3 separate regions of the Mus musculus genome follow, and regions 1 and 3 are each linked to region 2. A link is a contact called in public promoter capture Hi-C data. All regions are on one chromosome and are shown on one strand. Each heading gives the region's core, a stretch centred on a gene start, on an enhancer-like site or on the middle of the called end of the contact. The rest is flanking DNA. Distances are from core to core; before and after follow the strand shown.

Region 1 (2,953 bases), core at 23-2,522, 4.7 Mb after region 2:
CCAAAGAAACTCGACATCTGGGGCTAGAGCTCACTGATACAAGGCCTGCCTGGATTAAATGTCCACGGAAGGTGGGACTGTAATATTTGTCGAGGTGACTTCTGGGGAACGTTTACCTCTCATGAAGCTTAATTTTCCATACAACACTTTGAAAAGCACTTCTTTTCAAAACCTACAAAGCACTCCTCCTGCAAGTAATGTCTGTGAGCACAGGTGGGTGAGCTCCCTCCCGGACCTGGTGGCATGGCCAAATGTGTTTGCTTATTAGCCTTAGGCTTAACCTAAGATCTCTCCAAGATCTGCACCAAATCAAGACCCACAAGCATTCTGCTCACTGGTGGGCATCTGCCGGTAGTTGCCGGTTGGAGGGTTGGGGGCGTTGGGACAGGCAGAACCAACACTACCAACCGCACAGGGACCTAGGTGACTTAAGTTGGGGGGCTATCGACTTGTTAGAAAGTGCGAGCGCCGGGGCGCGCGAGTGGAACAAAAAACCTGTAGCGAGAAGGGTAACACGGAAGTGCTCACTCCCGCCCGCCCGCCCCTCCCACCGCCAAGCAGCCAAAAGCGAGGGGCTTGACAACGTGCTGGGGGGCGCAGGAGGGGAGGGAGTCCCCGGAAAGCGCTACGAATCGGCAGCAACTCCAAACCCGCCCCCTGGCCCGCCCGCCCAGCGAGGAACCTAGGTAGGCCGCGGGCGCCCGCGCCCATAGCCCCCCATCCGGGAGCCCGGGAGGAAAGGGACAGTTGAGGAGCTCGTGCGCTCCGAGGAGGCTGCAGCCCTGCGCGCGCGGCGAGCCGAGGCCCTGGGATCCGAACTGCCACCTCCGCCGCCGCCATCCTCGAAGCCTCCAGGCAAGGCCTCCAGGCCGAGCCGCTCCGGAGCTGCTCACCCGCGCCCGGGCGCTCCGAATCCAGGAACGTGAGCCCCCGGTCTCCCTTCTCCAAGAGAGCAAAGCCGCCGCGAGCGGGCCGAGTCCGTCCCCTCCCGCCTTGGCTCCACGTCTCCGGCTCGCCTGCCCGAGTCCCGACGCCCCGGGAAAAGGCTTCCAGGGTCCCCAGTCCACCCCACCCCCGGTACCGCTCCCACCCGGACCCGCGTCCCGAGCTTGACACTCCCAGCCTCCGCCACCTCCAACCGCAGCCCCAGCCCGCCTCACCTCAGTCGGCTCCCGCAGCGCTGGACACAGGAAACTCCTGGGTCCTCGACTCCGGCTCTCCTCGACCCCCCTCTTCGGTTAACTCCGCTTGTTTTCTCGACAAAATGGCGCCCGAGGTCGCGCGCTCACGTCGCGGCCTTTCCCCTCCCAGTTCCCATTTCACCATTCGCTGCCCGCTTTGGCGGAGGGATGGCCCTAGCGCCCAGCCAATGGCCGCGCGCTGACCGCAACGGCGGTCCAATCGCCGATGGGTACCCGCGGATTTAAACCAATCACACACTAATCACTCGCAGAAGTCGAGGAAGAAACCAGGCTCCTGCTAGCAACCACCAATCCAGACTCCTAGTTTGCGGGGCTCAGGCCAATTGCCGCTCATCAGCCCTGGGACTGGGTCCGAGTCTGGGCGCCTGCGCACCCGGGTGTAAGCCAATGGTTAGACGTTGGGAACTTCGATTTGGGACTCGAAGACATAAGCCTTCGAGGTGTTCGACCTATGGGGACTGGCTGGTCATTGCCTCCGGGAAACAAAAAAATACGGAAGGGAGCTCGTTAATGCATTGCCACCCTGCGCACAAACTACTCTAACTTAGAGACAGGGTGATGCTCGTCTACTTTCCTTCGTCTTTCGAAATGTCACGGTCCGAGAGGCTGTGCGGGTTCCCAGCGGAAGCATTGTCCACCCCTCGGATCTCTTTAGCAAGGAGCACCAGTCATCAGAAGGCGTCAGACGCGGGGCAAAGTTGAGGTCCTTTGCATCCTGGGTTATGTAGTCGCACGCCCCGCCTATTCCTGTCGCAAAAGTAACGTGGTCTCTTCCATCACTGTCTGCGCCCTAGAGCAGCAATGCATGCTGGAGAATGTAGTCTCCCAGATGCCCACCTAATCCTGGCTCTTTTAAAGTTTGTTTTCCATTTGTCTTTTGAAGCAGGGACGCTTTGCAGAGATATAGAAACAGAAGTTCTCCTCCTGCTCTTGGCTATTCTCAAGGATGCCAATGCCTTTTGCTTCTTGGATAAAAGGCTACGTTATCCACTGTGTCCTCCTATCTTTTAGACTTTTTGTTTGAGTTTTGAAACAAGGTCTCTTTCAGTTAACCCAACTGTAGTCCAGGCTGGCCTGAAACATACTAAGAAGCATAAATTGACCTTGAGCTCCTTGCAATCTTCCAAAATACTGAGATGATAATAGACGTAACCTCTCATACCAGTACTATTTGAACTTTAAAGAGATGTGTTAAAGACTTTTATTACTTATTTTACGTGTACAGGCGTTTGCTTGCATGTAAATCTATGCACCATGCATGTACAATGTCCTCAGAGGTCAGAAGAGGATGCCCGTCCCTCTGGAAGTGAACGGTTGTGAGCCACTGGGTGGGTCCTCTGGAAAAGCAGCCAGCTCTTGTAATCTCTGTGCCATCTTTCCAACCCCTAGATGAAAAAAAAAAAGTGTCTGAGTGCTTGCCTATATATATGTTCACCTAGAGAGTGTGGACCTGGTACCCAGGAAGGCATTGGATGCCCCGGGACTGAGATGAGAGTCTCAGCAGTAAAGTTGTAAGCTGCTCTATGAGTGCTGGAAACCCACCCCTGCACCTCTGCAAAAACAGCTCCTCTCCAGCCCCCATCTTGAACTTTTTTTATCAATGTTTTATTTGTGCAATTTAGCAATATGGGGGTTGTTTCGTTTTGTGGGTTTTGTTTTCTTTTGTTGTTAAAGAAGAAGAGAGACAAAGATGAACTGAGACTGTTCTGGAGAAGGGGGAGGGGGACATACAAGTCAACTACCCAAGATCA
Region 2 (2,829 bases), core at 30-2,529:
TTTAAAGGTGGCTGACACCATAGTGCATCAAAAATTCAAGGAGGGTTATGTTCCTGTTTGGCTCAAATGAAAACTATATATTTTCCTTAAGGACTAGTAACCCACTGCCTAGACACACATGTTTTCTCAAGGTTTTTCTTCACCTCTTGAGAGGCGTGGCATTTCCTATTTGTAAATGTACTGGCACTGGGCACCTTTCATGTCTTCTGCCTTTAAAAATTCAGTACATGGCCCTCAGTTCCTCCAAAAGGTACCATGTACCGTCCAGCGCAGCCATATTTTTAACTCAGTGGTTCCAATAGCAACATAAGCACAAGGAACCGTAGCCAACTTTTCAGAAACTACAGTTTGCTAGATGAGCAATCTACCATAAGCATAGCATGACATCGTCCAATAGTAATGACAGATGTAAGGAAAACAGGTTCCATCCTTATTCGCAGAAAATACCACCAGACTTCCTGCTCCTCTGACTCTTAAAAAAAAAAAATGATTGCATGCATTTACACAGCTGAGCGAAGTCTGCATCTTCACCTATGCGACAGTGAGTATACCGCAGAGGGCCAATGAGACCTAGCTACCATCGTTCTTCTGTGACACAGAGCTAACTAATGTTATCACCCCAAAAAGGGTTTACGAAATTCCACATTAAGAGGCCACCAGACAGGACCGAGGAAAAGTAAACAGCCCGGGCCTCCGACAGCCCGGCTGGCTGGGCAGCTAGCTGGGCCGGGCACCCTGGCCCGGGGCACAATCCCATTTCGGAGCACGTAGAGAATCTGGACAAACCTGTCCCGAGGTGATGTAAGGCTGGTGCCCGGCCCTAGCCTGGAAGCGAGTTGGAGGCTGGCTGGGCCCGCTAGTCTGCAGCCGAGGCCGAGAGCCTGGGGCTTCATGTCAGCCCCTCGCCAGACAGACGGGACCCAGCGCAGGAGGGGCAGACCAAGCGGAGCAGAGCGCCACCAACCCTGCCGCCCTCTTCCTCGGGTGCAGCAGGTGCCTGCAGCGCACAGGTGCGGCCCCGCCCCCGTGTCCCCGCGCGGCCGCCGTCGCCCCGGTCCCTAGCGCACCCCAGGGAACCGAACGCCGGGCCGCGGACACAAACCCTCTGTCCTGACGACTCGGTAGCCACCAGCCCAGAGGTGAGACGCTTACCTGGATGCCCTCGGTGCGGAGCGCTGGGGGCCGAGCGCCACCGCGGGCCAACAGCATCTCCGGCTGTCCTGCAGCCCGGCCCCTGCCGCTCCTCTCCCGCAGAGCCCCGCCCCGCCCTGCCCTCAGCGGGACACGCCCTGGACACGCCCTAGACTGGGCGCTTCCGCTCGGATACCCATGCCGAATGGCTCTCTCTCGCCGTCCATCAAAAACGTACTTCCGGGAGGTGTTGGGGCTTGGAGCTCCGTCCTGCCAATCAAGTTAGCGCCGCTCGGGTGGGGCCGCGCTCGTACCTCCCCCTTACGTAACAGCGCCCAGGGACGAGCTGTCAGTCAAAGAAGCTTCAATCCCTGGGGAGGCTGGGACGAGAAACAAACAGGCACCAGGCCGCCATTGGACGTGGCGTGTGTCAGTCACCATGGATACCCACCCAGAGGTTTATGCGGCAGCCACTATAGCCAGTCTCCGGCAGTGATTGCTGCTAGCTCTTGGCTCCGCCAAGCGTCAGCCGGTATCCAGGCCTGGACTCTGAGCCACTGGCTGGAGAGGGAGGTCTGCAGCTCCCTGGTGGGAGTGATGGGATTTATTAATCAACTTGCTTAGGAGACAATAAGTGACACAGAGTAGAATTTAGCTGAGGTAGTGCTACCTTTACAATAAATCCAAAGTTATCAGGCTTGTTAGAAAGAATTCTGTAAATGTTTCTTCCCGGGGATTGATGTGCATTAGGTTCCATTCCCATAACCAAAAAAAAGACAACCCTGATTTACAACCAGCCATTAAACACATTAGCGTATCAAAGAACGTGTCTCTAACGGATACAAGCATCCTGAAGTTCTGGCCTGACATAAAGCCCCGTTTCTCTGGAGAAAAGCATAATTCTGCCCAGTGGCCAAGATGACCCTCTGTAACGACTATTATCGAACAACACTGATGTACTTAAGAAATAATTCTGGCGCCGGGCAGTGGTGGCGCGCACGCCTTTAATCCCAGCACTTGGTAGGCAGTGGTAGGCAGATTTCCGAGTTCTAGGCCAGCCTGGTCTACAGAGTTCCAGGACAGCCAGGGCTACACAGAAAAACCCTGTCTTGAACCCCCCCCCCCAAAAAAAAAAAAAAAGAAGGAAGGAAGGAAGGAAGGAAGGAAGGAAGGAAGGAAGGAAGGAAGGAAGGAAGAAATCTGGCAATATTTGGCTGTGTAAATCTTAAATGGCCAGACTTGCAGCCTACAGTCTCTGTTTCTACTGTGGCCTGCATCCCTTAGTCCCTACTTGTTACAAGATATGTCTGGCCCCTACTCTAATTTTTCCCCGCCCGGGAAACATGCTGCCTTTCTCCCTAGAAGCCCTTCCCCATGTAACTCAGCCATTTTGGTTACCTGCTCCTTTCAGTTTACCCCTTACTCTCTTAGCCAGTCTCTTAGACCAAGCTGCCTCTCTTGGTTGGCAGCTCCCCTTCTAGCTCTCTGTTTCCACATCTCCTCAGGTGGCGCAGCTCAGTCTGGGGATGTTCACTCTCCCAGATGTCTCTGCCTCTGTCTCTGCACCCCCTTTTATCTGCCATAAACTTTGTCCTTCACCATACCTAACAGCAGTCGCTTCCTTTCCTTTTTTGTCATTCAAGAGGCAGGGCGTCAGGGGAGCTTGCCTCTAGTCAGCCCCTCCACAGATCTGTCAGG
Region 3 (2,706 bases), core at 41-2,540, 4.5 Mb after region 2:
CATAATTGTTTTAGAGATAAGGCCTTGCCCTATAACCTGGTCTTGTTTCGACCCTGAGATCCTGTTGCCTTGGCTTCCCCAGTCCAGGGATTCTAGGCATGTGCCAGCATGCTTGACATTATTGCAACTTTTTAAAGTAGCTGTCTGGAATAAAATGTCTTAAACTGACTAGAGCAATGGTTGTTAAAAGAAGAGGAATAAAAAGTAAAGAAAGTGGTGTAAATACTTCAAGCATTCATGTGATACAAGTGTTTTTGGCAAGAAAAAGCAAGTGACTATTGCTTAGCATATGTAAAGTTCTAGTCCATATTTAGAAGGCTATTGCTTAAATGTAGTGAATTATGTAAATACATTAACAAATTATTTCATTCAAAACTAAAAAGGAATACAAAAGATGAAAGGCATGCTCGCCCCCTTTCCTGTGTTGCTCACAAACCACTACCTCAGGAATGCCCTCCTACAGTAGGTAAATTCGGTAGCAAATCTCGCAACAATCTGCCTCAACCTGTATTCATGTATGTACCGCCAAATCTAGGACCAAGCAACCAAGCAACCGTGGTCTTTCCTTTGTTCTCAGGTACTCTACCTGTGATCGCATTTGATATAGGAGCTCCCGCTTGCAGAGTGGCTGTGAAAAGACTAGGAAACTGGTCTAGTTTCCTCTTTCAGGAACCCAAACTGATCACCACACGAGGACTTTGCCAGTTGACAGTAGAGCAAGGCCCTGAACTTCAGATCTTCCAGCCATATATAAATCTACCACTCCATCTAGACTCCCACCCCACCTGAACCTACACCCGGCCAAAATACTACAAATAATTTGTAACTTAGCACACAGTTAAACATTTGGACTAGTGCTTGCGTTTTAGTTTCTTCTGTTGTTTTCAAAGACAATAATTAACCTACCAGTGAAAATGCAATAAAAGCGGGATTAATGAGGGCTGGAATACATAGTGTAAAATGATATTACTTGAATCCCCAAAGATGTTTTTAAATTCTATGTGTGTATTTAAAGGCTGCATGAACACAGTTCCGTTAGTACAGACACATGCTGTCCCTTCAATGATGTTCAAGCTTCATATACCTTCCCCAGCCTAGTCTACAAGCTGCAGGAGGACTTCCGGCCGACTCATCCAGGGCTTCCGCATTGGGCGGGGACACTGGACCCAATCTGTGACCTTATTGATTGCTTTTGCCTGAGCGGCCGCAGGCTCGCCGAAATCGACTGCTCGGGTCTGGCGAGTGCGGCGCGGGAAAGCGAGTTTGAAGCCGGCCCTAGTTCGCTGAGGTGGCGCGCCCTCCTCATCCCTGACTGTGCTGCGAGCTGCCATGTCCGAGGCGTATTTCCCAGTGGAGTCGGGCGCTCTGGGGCCGGAGGAGAACTTCCTGTCTTTGGACGACATCCTGATGTCGCAGGAGAAGCTGCCGGTGCGGGTCGAGACGCCCATGCCGCGCCTGGGAGCCTTCTTCCTGGAGCGGGGCGCGGGCTCCGAGCCGGACCATCCGCTCCCTCAGGTGAGGCGAGCCCGGCCGGGGCAGAGGTTTCCAAGATCTGGAGGCGGTGGGAGTCCTCGGGGGTCCCGGGAAGCTGCACAGCACTCGGAGGACTCTCCCGCCACCGATCTTAGTCTTCAAACTTTCCAAAGTCATTGGCTTTGGCTCCAGCCCATCATCTCAGGGTCTCTTGGTTCTATTCATGGTTTCCATAAAACTTATTTGAAGTTTCGAAGTCTGGGAACTGCAGATTGTCATGCGCACTCGGCACAATTATGACAGTGTCTGCAGCCTGTTTCCGAGGACCGACTGTCCATCAGGGGATGGGAGTCTGTGATGGGGGGATAAATTGTCATCTTCTCGCTTAGGCAATTCTACAAAGAGTGAGTACCTCAGCCAGGGTTCCACAGTAAGTCCGTGCTGGCTTAACCAAGGCAGTCCTCGGTAAAAGGTTGCTCATAACAATTTTCAGTGTCGCACTGAAAAATGGCAACTGCAGCTTCCCGTATTAAGCCTTTTGCCCTCCCATAAACCTAACAAAAGCTGGGTTAACAAAGCCAGGGTCCTCCAGTAAATGGTGAACTGGGATTCGAACCTTGGACTCTATGGCTTCAAGTACGAGTTTGTCCCAAGAGCGTAACTTGCAATGGTTACTTTCATTTCCCGTTAGGTCCTTTAAGTTTTGTTTGGAAGGGTATCAATTTTGTCTCTGTCTATTTCTAGGTACTTTTTCTCAAAGTAAAACACCACATTTTTACTTTTTCAACAACAGAAAGGCTCATTTTTGCTCCCTGGGCTGCTTCTCAACCTCACAGTCCTTTGTAAGTCGACTCTTCAGAGTCGACCGCCATGTTTTTGAAGAATATTCCAGGACTGGGGGTGAATCCTGGAGCGTTTCACATGCCAGGCAAGCATGCTACCACAGAGTTCTACCCCAAATGTCAACTTATTGGCTCCCCATTGTCATAGAGAAAGATTTAGGAGTCTTTTGTTTTTGTTTTTTTAATGTTTTTGAGACAGAGTTTCTCTGTGTAGCCTTGGCTGACATAAACTGGCTCTGTATACCAAGCTGGCCTCAGACTCAGCAATCCTTTTGCCTCTGCCTCCCTGATGCTGGGATTAAAGGTGTGTGTCACCACTGTATGGCTAGGATTTAGTTGAGCTCTTACACTCTACTGAACAAGATATCCTGCCGAGTTTGGGTCTTTTTTT

The links. Promoter capture Hi-C pulls out the DNA fragments that hold promoters and counts their contacts.
Region 1: a contact with region 2 is called in a promoter capture Hi-C map of pre-B cells. The contact joins the promoter of Cnot1 here to the promoter of Aktip in region 2.
Region 3: a contact with region 2 is called in a promoter capture Hi-C map of pre-B cells. The contact joins the promoter of Gins3 here to the promoter of Aktip in region 2.

What each region holds. Positions count from the first base shown.
Region 1 is chr8:95,806,173-95,809,125 of GRCm38.p6, forward strand. Cnot1 (CCR4-NOT transcription complex, subunit 1) reads right to left here and starts at 1,273. Exons shown (of 49, transcript NM_001372353.1): 1 at 1,161-1,273. 4930513N10Rik (RIKEN cDNA 4930513N10 gene) reads left to right here and starts at 658. Exons shown (of 4, transcript NR_015574.3): 1 at 658-2,953.
Region 2 is chr8:91,132,748-91,135,576 of GRCm38.p6, forward strand. Aktip (thymoma viral proto-oncogene 1 interacting protein) reads right to left here and starts at 1,280. Exons shown (of 10, transcript NM_001302266.1): 1 at 1,153-1,280.
Region 3 is chr8:95,632,269-95,634,974 of GRCm38.p6, forward strand. It overlaps Gins3 (GINS complex subunit 3 (Psf3 homolog)), which reads left to right and starts at 1,291. Exons shown (of 3, transcript NM_030198.3): 1 at 1,291-1,515. The coding sequence starts at 1,330.